2 separate regions of the Zea mays genome follow, and region 1 is linked to region 2. A link is a contact called in public Hi-C data. All regions are on one chromosome and are shown on one strand. Each heading gives the region's core, a stretch centred on a gene start, on an enhancer-like site or on the middle of the called end of the contact. The rest is flanking DNA. Distances are from core to core; before and after follow the strand shown.

The links. Hi-C and Micro-C count contacts between places; a contact is called where the count stands out from the background.
Region 1: a contact with region 2 is called in a Hi-C map of ear, with 2.4 times the contacts expected there. The contact joins the promoter of LOC100277514 here to the promoter of LOC103648739 in region 2. A contact is called at or near these places in 5 of 25 Hi-C or Micro-C datasets (ear, endosperm, leaf and 1 more).

What each region holds. Positions count from the first base shown.
Region 1 is chr2:78,095,234-78,099,995 of Zm-B73-REFERENCE-NAM-5.0, forward strand. It overlaps LOC100277514 (Protein XRI1), which reads left to right and starts at 1,651. Exons shown (of 9, transcript NM_001374010.1): 1 at 1,651-1,968; 2 at 3,046-3,095; 3 at 3,200-3,313; 4 at 3,393-3,529; 5 at 3,625-3,703; 6 at 3,773-3,875; 7 at 3,963-4,015. The coding sequence starts at 1,907.
Region 2 is chr2:77,873,530-77,878,809 of Zm-B73-REFERENCE-NAM-5.0, forward strand. LOC103648739 (dnaJ homolog subfamily C member 2) reads right to left here and starts at 3,195. Exons shown (of 2, transcript XM_020548342.3): 1 at 2,871-3,195.

The DNA.
Region 1 (4,762 bases), core at 401-2,900, 220 kb after region 2:
AAGTTTTTGCCCCTGAGTGGACCCGAGGGATATCCATCCCCCACAGAACCTTAGAGAGGATCAGTAAGGACCTGGGAAAGGCCAAGGTGTTGAGAAGGAGTAGCAAGGGCATCCATAACAGGAAGGAGATCAAGTCCGACTCGGCTGCGATTCCATCTCGGGTTCCAGGACCAGTGTGCACTAAAATAGATGCCTAGGACGCATCCGGACTCCGATTGCAACAGACTTGATATGGTTGGAAATATAAGAAGATTATCTAACCAACCCAACTGGTCCCACCTTAAAATTCATCCGGAGTCAACATGAATCGTCGAAATAAGTCAGTGTTCAGATTCTGTTTTGGTGCTGTGACACCGTCTGTTCGGCCGTTGGGACGTGTATCGCGTCGAAGCCCATTAAGGGCAAGGCCAGGGGTCACACACGCCCTAATACTCTATTTATTAAGGTTTGGGGTTTTGCTTAGATCATTATGTCATTGAAAGTGTCGCCATATCGGCTTGTGAGACGCCTTCTCGTAATCAACTCAGTTTTGGTTGCGTTCTTCCTATTCTTGCTTGTGTTCTTGATTGCGCTTGCAAGGATAATCCTTTGTGGCGAGGTCACTCGTGTGTCACGGGTGATAACCAACGAAGCCGCGGTGTAGTGATTACGAGGAGCCATTCGTTTGGAGCCTTGGATCATCAACGTCGAGATCTCCACCCAGTCAAGTTATCCTACCTCTCGGAAGATCAGACCTTGCCCTCTATCACTTTGCATACAATACTAGCAAAGGAAAAATCAATTCTATTTGGAAGACGCTAGATGATATGACCGCAGAGTAGAAAAAGGCAAGAGCCTCCATCTCGAATAGAAGACAATTAGAAGGGGTCACTGCTAGAAAACAATTCTCACATTAGATTCAAAATGTGCCGAAGAAGAATCAATCATTTTTGTATGATATAGAAGAGAGCCGGTATGACATCTAGGCAATCAACCAAAGTGTTATAATATGGTCATGTGTAGTATACATACCTCCCATTTGTGGGTATAATGGAGTTCATCTTGTATGGCTATGCAGAGTACTTTAGGAAGCGCTACATGGCTGCTAGCATCCATATGAATGCCCGTGTTGTTGAGATCTGTGCTAGGGTCACAACTTATATATAACAAAAAAGATTGAAAATGCTTGTTTGCATAGTGCACAAACAATGGTAACAAGAGAGTTGAAATGGAGAGAATGCAATCCTCGAGCTTCAAAATAAAACCCTAGGAGAATGCAATCCATCCACTAGGTGATAGATACCCATTGTCCCTCCACAAGGGCAACCGCCCCTCCTAATGTGGCAAGTCCCTAAGGGACCCGGTGCGAAGAAAGTTTGAAAATTTGTACTATAAGGTCCATGTCGCTCATTGGTGGGGCAACAAATATCTATTTTTGTAATTTTTCAGTTCTGAGGTCTAATTTTGAAAATTCAAATATTTGTAAATATAAAAATGAAAATCTACTATAGTTGGACTTGTGGAGTGTGCTAATGGCTGGCTTGGCAGTTGGCACGCTGGGCTTTTTGAAGGCCATCAATTCTTTGCACCGGCTCTGGCGCCACGCGCCCACCAAGAGAGAGAGAGACACAGGCAAAGAGCGAGGGATTTGAGCTGGGCACGCGGCGCGAAGGCCGACGGGTCGTGCGGTCGTGCCCAACGGCCTTCTCAGCCCATCTCGTGCCCACGTCCCTCTTCCCATTTCTGACCAACCCCTCTTCATCCCTCGGACTACAAATGCGGCGCAACCGTGAGCGCAGCTGCAGTTGGGGAGTGTGCAGCAGTATGTTCTCGGTCTCGCCATCGCATCTCGCAGAGTAGACACTCAAATCCGATTGTCGAGGGGGAGAAGGTGGAGATCGTTGTAACGGCTAGTTGCGTCGGCCCGATGGACCCGTCGTACCATGGCGGCGGCGCCGCCGGTGGAAGCGCCGACGACCATGGCCAAATGTGGGTGAGGGGGCCCCGAGTCGTGTGCGTTGATCCGCGTCTTTGGGGACTGGTCTCCGCTCGCGTTTTTGTTGCTGCTCCGTGTTTCGGGGGACTTGGTGTGGGATTGGGGGAAGGTTTTGGTTCGGGACCGATGCGCCGCCGTCGTTGGATATTATGAGACCTCGCGCGGTCGTGCTGGCGAGCTGAGATCCGCGCAGTCGCCGAGGGATTTCGGCGGCTGTTGGCTCACGTCGGCGATCTAGCAGTAGAGAAATCCTACTGAGGCAGCGATCTGGTGTGCCGGTGTTGGCGGATTGGGATGATCCATCCGCCGGTCCTTGACTCTGGGTCCTGGGTGCTCGTTCCATGTTGAATTGGATTCGAGTATTCGATCAGCTGGTTCGGATGGTCTTATGTGACAGTGCACGCTATGAGCTGCCGATTTGTTTGTATATATCTGAATCAGAGATTAGGCTGATGCCGCTGCTATAGCTTGGATGGGGAGGATATTGGACTGATGTATGCTGTTCGTTGTAGTTCCAGGTCGATGGTAATAGAGTTCCTGTGTTGCTAGCCCTTAATTCTTTGTTTCATTAGATAATTGACCTTCAATGTCAAAACTTAAATCAAAAGCTGTCTACTACCTACAAGAATATCTTCATGACTCGCCTTAGGTTTACCTGATTCAATTTGTACCCGGCTCAGTTGAGAATTAGGCTGATGCCAGTGCCAAAGCTTTGATGGGACATAATATGGGTTCACAGGGGCCGGAATGGGGCGTGTGTGTGCTGTTCGTTCTAATGTGTGATTTCCAGAAATTAATTTAGTGTATAGCTTATGCATACTTCAGGGCCTTAGATTGTTTGTTTCAGTGGCTAATTGACCTTACATAACAAAGTAGAATCAGGTGAAAATCTGCGTAAAACGTACAAAAGAAGCTCATTAACATGGCTTGTCTTAAGTGTTTGTGGTTGAACTTATACCCTGCCTTTAACTCTTTCCTGAACTGAATGCTTGTAATTTGACTTGCTATTCTGGTGCACTATTTTTGGCAATTTATTATACTTATACATGATACTGTAACGCTTTCCGCAGTCTTTGGGATTGGACAGAACAGCATTGTGAACCTAACGATTCAAGTCATGGTACTTTCATTCACATCCATAACCTGCATCTATGTCACAAACAAACTTTAAAGTACCTGTTTGGACTTCCTTTTTCATCATGTCTCATCTTTTTTTTACAGCAGATGCTACTAAATTTGTGTGGGATTGCCTCAATCAAGATGACAATGAGCTGTTGGGATTGCTTGGAAATCAAACCCCATTGAGATACTGCCGTGATTTCTTCGCTGACCTTGATGGTACAAAGCTTTTTGTTGTGGCAATTATCATTGCTAGCACTCTTGAATGCATAGCTTAAAGTGTCCGTTACTTGAGTAGATATCACATGCAAGGAGACCCTGGACCTGGAGGAATCTCGGGAATCAAAGCGGCGGCGCACATTGGAGTACCCTTTGGAGTCTAGTCAGTCAGAAGTTGGGACTCATGAAACCGGTTCACCTTTCGTCACACCTGAGGTTGTTCACCAGCTCCTAGCTATGTTTCAAAATCCCTCTCTTCTGCTAATCTTTGCTATCATAGTTATGCATGTTTCTGTTGTTCCATATTTCAGGTAGCAGAAATTTCATTGCTCTGCACTGATAAACCACAGAGCTTAAATTGTGGTATGCACCACACTTTAAATAATCTAGGTTTGTATTTTTCATTATATATGCTTAAACAGTGCCTCTAGTATTTGCTAATTGAAAATTTTACATCAGATACAATAAATTCCTTGTCAGATGAAGCACCCTACCAGCAAGAAGATATCCTTTTGGAACATTGCTCTTATGGAACGGCAGTGTACCTTGAGCCAGATCAAACGTTTGTCCCTCTCTGGTTCCACTGAAACCACTTTATTTGGCTCATTTATTTGTTAGTCGTGATATATTCATCTCCTGCTTGCTGTAGACCTTGTAGCCAGCAGAGCATTGCATGTACAAATGATCAAGCTGGTATTTCAGGTCAGTGCAAATTGCTTTGTCTATACCATTTTATAGTCAATTTTCCATTTAATTTTGCAACTCAGCTTCCAACATTTCCATTAATATTTATCCTTAAGCTCTCACCAGACATATGAGAAGAGCATTTTAGCTTCCTATTTTGCTTCACAGTTGTGGTCTGTTTGCAGTTGCTGGAATATATTATTATTGCTAGGACCCCTGTATAGCGTAGCATGCCTATATGGCTAGAATAGATAGACCGATCTCTATTAGGCAAGGATCTCTATTAATTGGTTCTGTTTCTATAAACCCTCGGCTATCCTTGTCTATATATGTGCAACACCATATCCCCAACAATTATTCATGTGTAACACCATATCTCCTACAATTATTCATGTGTAACACCATATCTCCTACAATTATCCATAGGCTTTCTATCATGGCATAAGAGGACGATCACAATCCTGTGGCCCTCGCTTCCGCCTAACCCTACCCTAGATGGCTAGACGCCTGCCCTAGCCGCCGTGCTCCACCCTCCTCTCCTCTCCCATCGACGCCTCATCTCCACCATGTCACCAACGCCGCCAGCCCCAAGTGAGGCCGAGCTTGCCGCTGCTCGTGCTTGAGAGGAGGCTGTGTAACGCGCCAAGGAGACCGTCGCTAAGAAGGAGAAGGCTGACCTTGTAGCCAATGCCGTTGCCGCCAAGGCTCCTGTCGATGCCTGTGCCTGAGTCCTTGCTGCAGCTAAAGCCCTGGAGAAGGAACAAG
Region 2 (5,280 bases), core at 1,945-4,444:
AGCTCTCGACATGGCGGCTCCGACCTATCAGTTCGACGGCAATGTAAAATATCATGATGCTACTTTTTTAGTCTGTTCTAAGTTTTTTTACGGTTGGTATACATACATAGGCTGCATTAGTTGATGTCCATGAAAATTTTTAATCATCAAATGGGAAAAATAAACAAAAACAAAAGAGGAAAATAAATATTTTTGCGTGTAAGAAAATTGTACAAGGTCTAAAGTAGCAAGTTGCAAATGTTGAATAGTTATCTGTTCCGGTTGTTTTTGTACTGGTATGGTCAGAGTAATGGCTGGTTATGTGCTGAAATTTGGATGTAACAAGAGAGACAGAGAGTTGATGTAAACAGTTGATGTTACTGATTCTGGCATCAGGCTGTGGGTCTCTTGATGCTTGGGGAATGAAATAACCTTAAACTCAAAAAAGAGGAAAATAGGTTCTTCAAATGGACTATTTTGTTTTTTATTTAAAGTTTTGATTTGTATAGATGATGAGAAAAAAAACTTGATGAGTGCTAGCTTAACCAAATCTTACACGTAGTATGTAGGGAAGCTAATTTGTGACTTTGGATTGGTAGAGAAGAAGATGATACAACCGTGAGGTATGGAGTTAGATGTACTTAACCACCTGGTGTGTACAATTATTTTTTAATGACACATTTGGAATGGGTATAATCATCAGACGTACAATAATTTGACCTGATTGATTCTGTGGCAGGTGCAGTGCCTTGCTTGTCTGGCAACAACCCACATAGGAGTACAGTTGAGCTTAGTGTCGCCAGTTCTTCTACTGAGCATACTGAATTTTCATCTCCTTTCCAGGGCCTGTAATGACCAAATTTATAAGTGCCTTAAGAGAGGTTGGAACATACAAGGAAGTCATGCGCTCCGAAGCAGTGCATTTATTATTTAGAATGTGATTATATATTACTTAGGTCAAATACTTGTTTTCCCTCATAATGAGATGCTTATACTAGGAAGGCCTAAAAGTGACTGCACCTTAAAACATCCCTTTATAGTCTGTTATTAAAATATCAAGGTGTCAGTGTGAGTTACCAAATGATGAAACCTTAATAATTTCATACTTTTTATGGATAGCCTTGACAATTGTAAATGCCAGCCATTTATACACTCAAAGAATCAATTTTGTCTGGTTTTGCTCTTGATTTAGAATGCAGTAATGGTCCACCACCACGTGAAAGAAACTCTGCTGCTCTCAGAGATTCATTTCACTTCTCGAGATTTTGTTCACCCATTGGATACTCTGATACAGCACTGTCAGCAACTGGTTCAGTTTGCTTGATTGAAGCAATATCAGATGAAACAGGCAATGCTGCTTCTGCAGCACATAGTCATAACTTCATTTTAAAGTTCATTTTATAGTATCCCTTCCCTTCCTTGGTTAGACCACGCGGCCCAGTTAGTTCTTTCGGCCCATATGACTGTATGCTTTTCGCCTAGTTAACATATTTTGCCATTTCAGACCAGGTTCTTTGCTTTTTGTCTTGACTGAATTTAATTGTTTTTGTCTTTCTTCTTGTTTATTATGCCTTACTTTAATTTGTATATTGAATTTTAAGTATATTTTACAAATATAGTTTAGACACAGTTCTCACGTACCTATAAAAAAACTCACTCGTATTCTAAGCTACTCTTCTAAGGCTATTTTTAGTCGTATTACTTATCTCATCTTCTATTTCAAATCCAACTTTGTAAACAATACGGTTTGCCGTGCAAACCATTGTTTGTGTGACTATATACGGTATTCTAACCACAGCATGACAGCAACTCCATGAGACTAGCTAAATCATTTTGTAAAAGTAAATTTGGCTAGTAATATACGACAAGTCCTTGTACAATTCTATGAAACCGGGAACATGGAAGCATGTGGGGTTCCACGTTCCGTGGCCTGATCGGTTTCGTGGCCTGATCGGGAACGGGACCATATGGAACATCGTATGGAACCATGGTTGGGACACGACCCTCACCCAAGTAGGATGTCGGATAAACCATCATCCTGCACAAGCAAGGGGCATGTACCTTCGCGGAAGCGAAGCACCGCATGGATATTGGAGGAGCGGAGGTCAGAGGACTGGCAAAGCAATAAGACAAAGGGATCGCCAACCATGTGCTCATATTACATGGACAAATTGTTAATCATGTCACGTTGCTTTGAATTATTTTTTTCTATACAGGAATATTTACTAGTTGGCTGTTTTGGGAACCTCGTTCCACATTATCGTTCCAAAATTTTACGGTTGGCGTTCTGGTTATCAAATAGAGCATACAAGGAGCTATAGCCCCTTTGTTCCATGCCTCCAAAAAATAGTGATCCTCGACCCGAGTTCCCGTTCCTCAATCTCTTCGCCCCAGGAACTTGGCTTCTTGGCAGCGTCGCGCCACTGAAGAAAAAAGATGACCAAGCCCAGGATTCACAAGCTTCTACGCAAACGTGAACCATCTGGGGAGATACGCATCCAGTGATACGAGGTTACCTAAACAATTAGGTCTAACCTAGACATAACATGAAACGAAAAAAATCGACGGATCAACCACCGAAAACCGCAATGCACAACAGATCTCCATCTTTCTCTGGAGAATCTAAGCCGCAACATACTCCGAAGAATCTAATGCGTACAGCCGCAACAGCCGCATCCACGGTCCCTAGGGAGGGGATACCCTGCGGATCGACGACGGTGAGTCACAAAATTCAACAGATGCGCGTCTACCGACAACCAACGGACGCTCGGAAGCCAGAAATGGACGCGAATCTCAACCTTGCGGCTAGATACGGGCGCTTACGGCGCAAATCAGGACATGGAAGCGAGACAACGAACCGAGGGTTGAGCGGGCAAAGGAAAGGGCCTTACCGAGAGGCAGCGGCGAGGAGATGGAGGGCGACCGGCGGCGAGGAGATGGAGGGCGACCGGCGGCGGGGTCGGTGGACTGCGGCTGCTCCGGATATCTCTCGCTTCTGCGCTCGAAAATGGAGAACTGCGGCTGGTTTTGTATTGAAGAGGGAATGAGTACCCGGGGACGGATGGGCCCAACACCTCCAGCAGGCCGTCCGATCTCGCCACTGACGGTGGAGATGGCTCCGGGCGCCCGCGTCAAGGAGACGCTCGATACTCGGAAACGCATAATGGTTTTCCTTTTTCGTTTTCGAAAAAAAACACGCATCGGCATGGCTGCCTCGGGTTCAGGGATGGCAACCCGTCGGGTTTTGGCTTCCCGTACCTGTCCCCGCGACAAAAAAAATTCCCCGCGGGGATCCCCACGAACTCTTGCGTGGGATTTCTTCCACATCCCCGTTCCCCGCGGGGATAAATCCCCATCGGGGATCCCCGTCCCCGTTTAAATTATAACTATGACATACTTTCTTTGTTATTAATATAAAACATTATCACTTATATACATTGTCAGATGTTAGAACTCATTATGTGTACATCAAAATAACATATTTATACAACGAGTTATCTCTTAACAATGTAATTATTTATTTTTATCATTATATATTACATGAAAACATTATCATATATAAGTTTAACGGGTCCCCATCCCCGTCTCCGTTTACCCATCGGGGGAGGATTTTCCCCCGTTTACATCCCGCGGGGGGAGAACCTTCCCCATCCCCATCTCCTAATGGAGGAATTCCCCGCGGGGAATCGGGGATCGGGGCCCCATTGCCATCTCTACTCGGGTTGCAAACAGCAAACGTTACGTCTGCTACTCATGAATATTTTCCAACAAATATCTGTCGTTGCATAATCTTTATTTATTTCTTCAAATATTGCCATGAATCTTCTAGCAATATGAAATTTAACATTCACATTGAAGTTGAAAAAAACGTACTCAAAAGGGAGGACAGTTTTTACACAATACAATATCACCCTAGTGTAAGATGTGATTGTTGGGGCCTTCGACTTCCGAAGGTCCTCAAAAACATGATTTGACAATGTTTTCCAAGTGAAATATGCGAACAGCTATCTTCGGAATCGGGTTACGGGTATACAAGAGTATGGTCAAGACGAAGCTTGAAGTGGGATGAAAGGCGATCATGACGAAGGATAAGACAATCACGAAGCTATACGCAGAAAAGCTTCGGCATGACAGCAGAAAAGGGGAACCGACTTAAAGATGAAAAGCCAAATTAGACCTCGAAGAATTACTATAGAGTTATTGATAAATGTAAAGGGCATTAATGTAATTTTACACGGGCTGCGTCCCGTGCCTATAAATAGATGAACAGTACTCCCGTACTGTTCACGCTGACTTGGCATCCGCTTTTCGCATCACGCATGTACCTTTACTTTCCGTCAGTCTGAAGGTACATTTATAATTTGTTATTATGGATATGATAATGCAAATAAAAAATAAATTGATGATAATATCTGCAATATTATTTGTATTTCATATACGCATTCTTCTTTATCATCTATCGAGCTTACGAAGGTCTTTTCCTTCGTAACCTTCGTCCGGAATTCATTATATCCGAAGGAACATAATGTCTTGAAGGACGAAGGACTTTAACATTTAACATTCTTTATGTCGCCTTGTTCTTAGTCCGAAGCATTTGAGAACAAGTCCCCAACATTGGCGCCCACCTCCGGTGAACTCACGTCCATTTTTTGAGTTTTGAACATCTTCGGCAAGCATCACCTTCGTCATGCCGCCGAAGAAAGCTTCAGCCACAGGGGCTGCCACTCTGCAGCCGCTAGATCCCAATCAGGATGTCCTTTCTCTTAGGGAGGCACGAAGCCAGAAGAGGAAGGCCACCAGTCCAACGCCTCCGGAGGACGACTTGGATCAAGAAATCCAAAACTTGGAGATGCTCCATCAGCAGGTTCAACGAAAGAAGGAAAAGATGGCTCGTCTAGCTGACCTACAGAGGCAGATAGATGAAGCTTCGGAAGAAGTTCGTCATCTTGCTCAAGATGACCAGAATCGAAGGCCTCCGCGCAGAGAGCTCCATCAGGAGGGCTTCTACAATGAGGACGACTGGTATGAAGATTTCCATCATGGAAATTTTGCTTTTGATGATGCTTCTCCTCTGTCAACAGAACTGTAGGCTACACCATGGCCCTAGTCTTACAAGCCACCCCAGCTCCCCATGTACGACGGTCATTCAGACCCGAAGCAATTCTTGATGAGCTATGAAGCAACCATATCTTTGTATGGTGGCAATACTGCTGTCATGGCAAAGTCTTTCGTTATGGCTGTCAAGAGTGTTGCACAAACCTGGTACTCCTCTCTTCGGCCAGGAACAATCACCTCATGGCA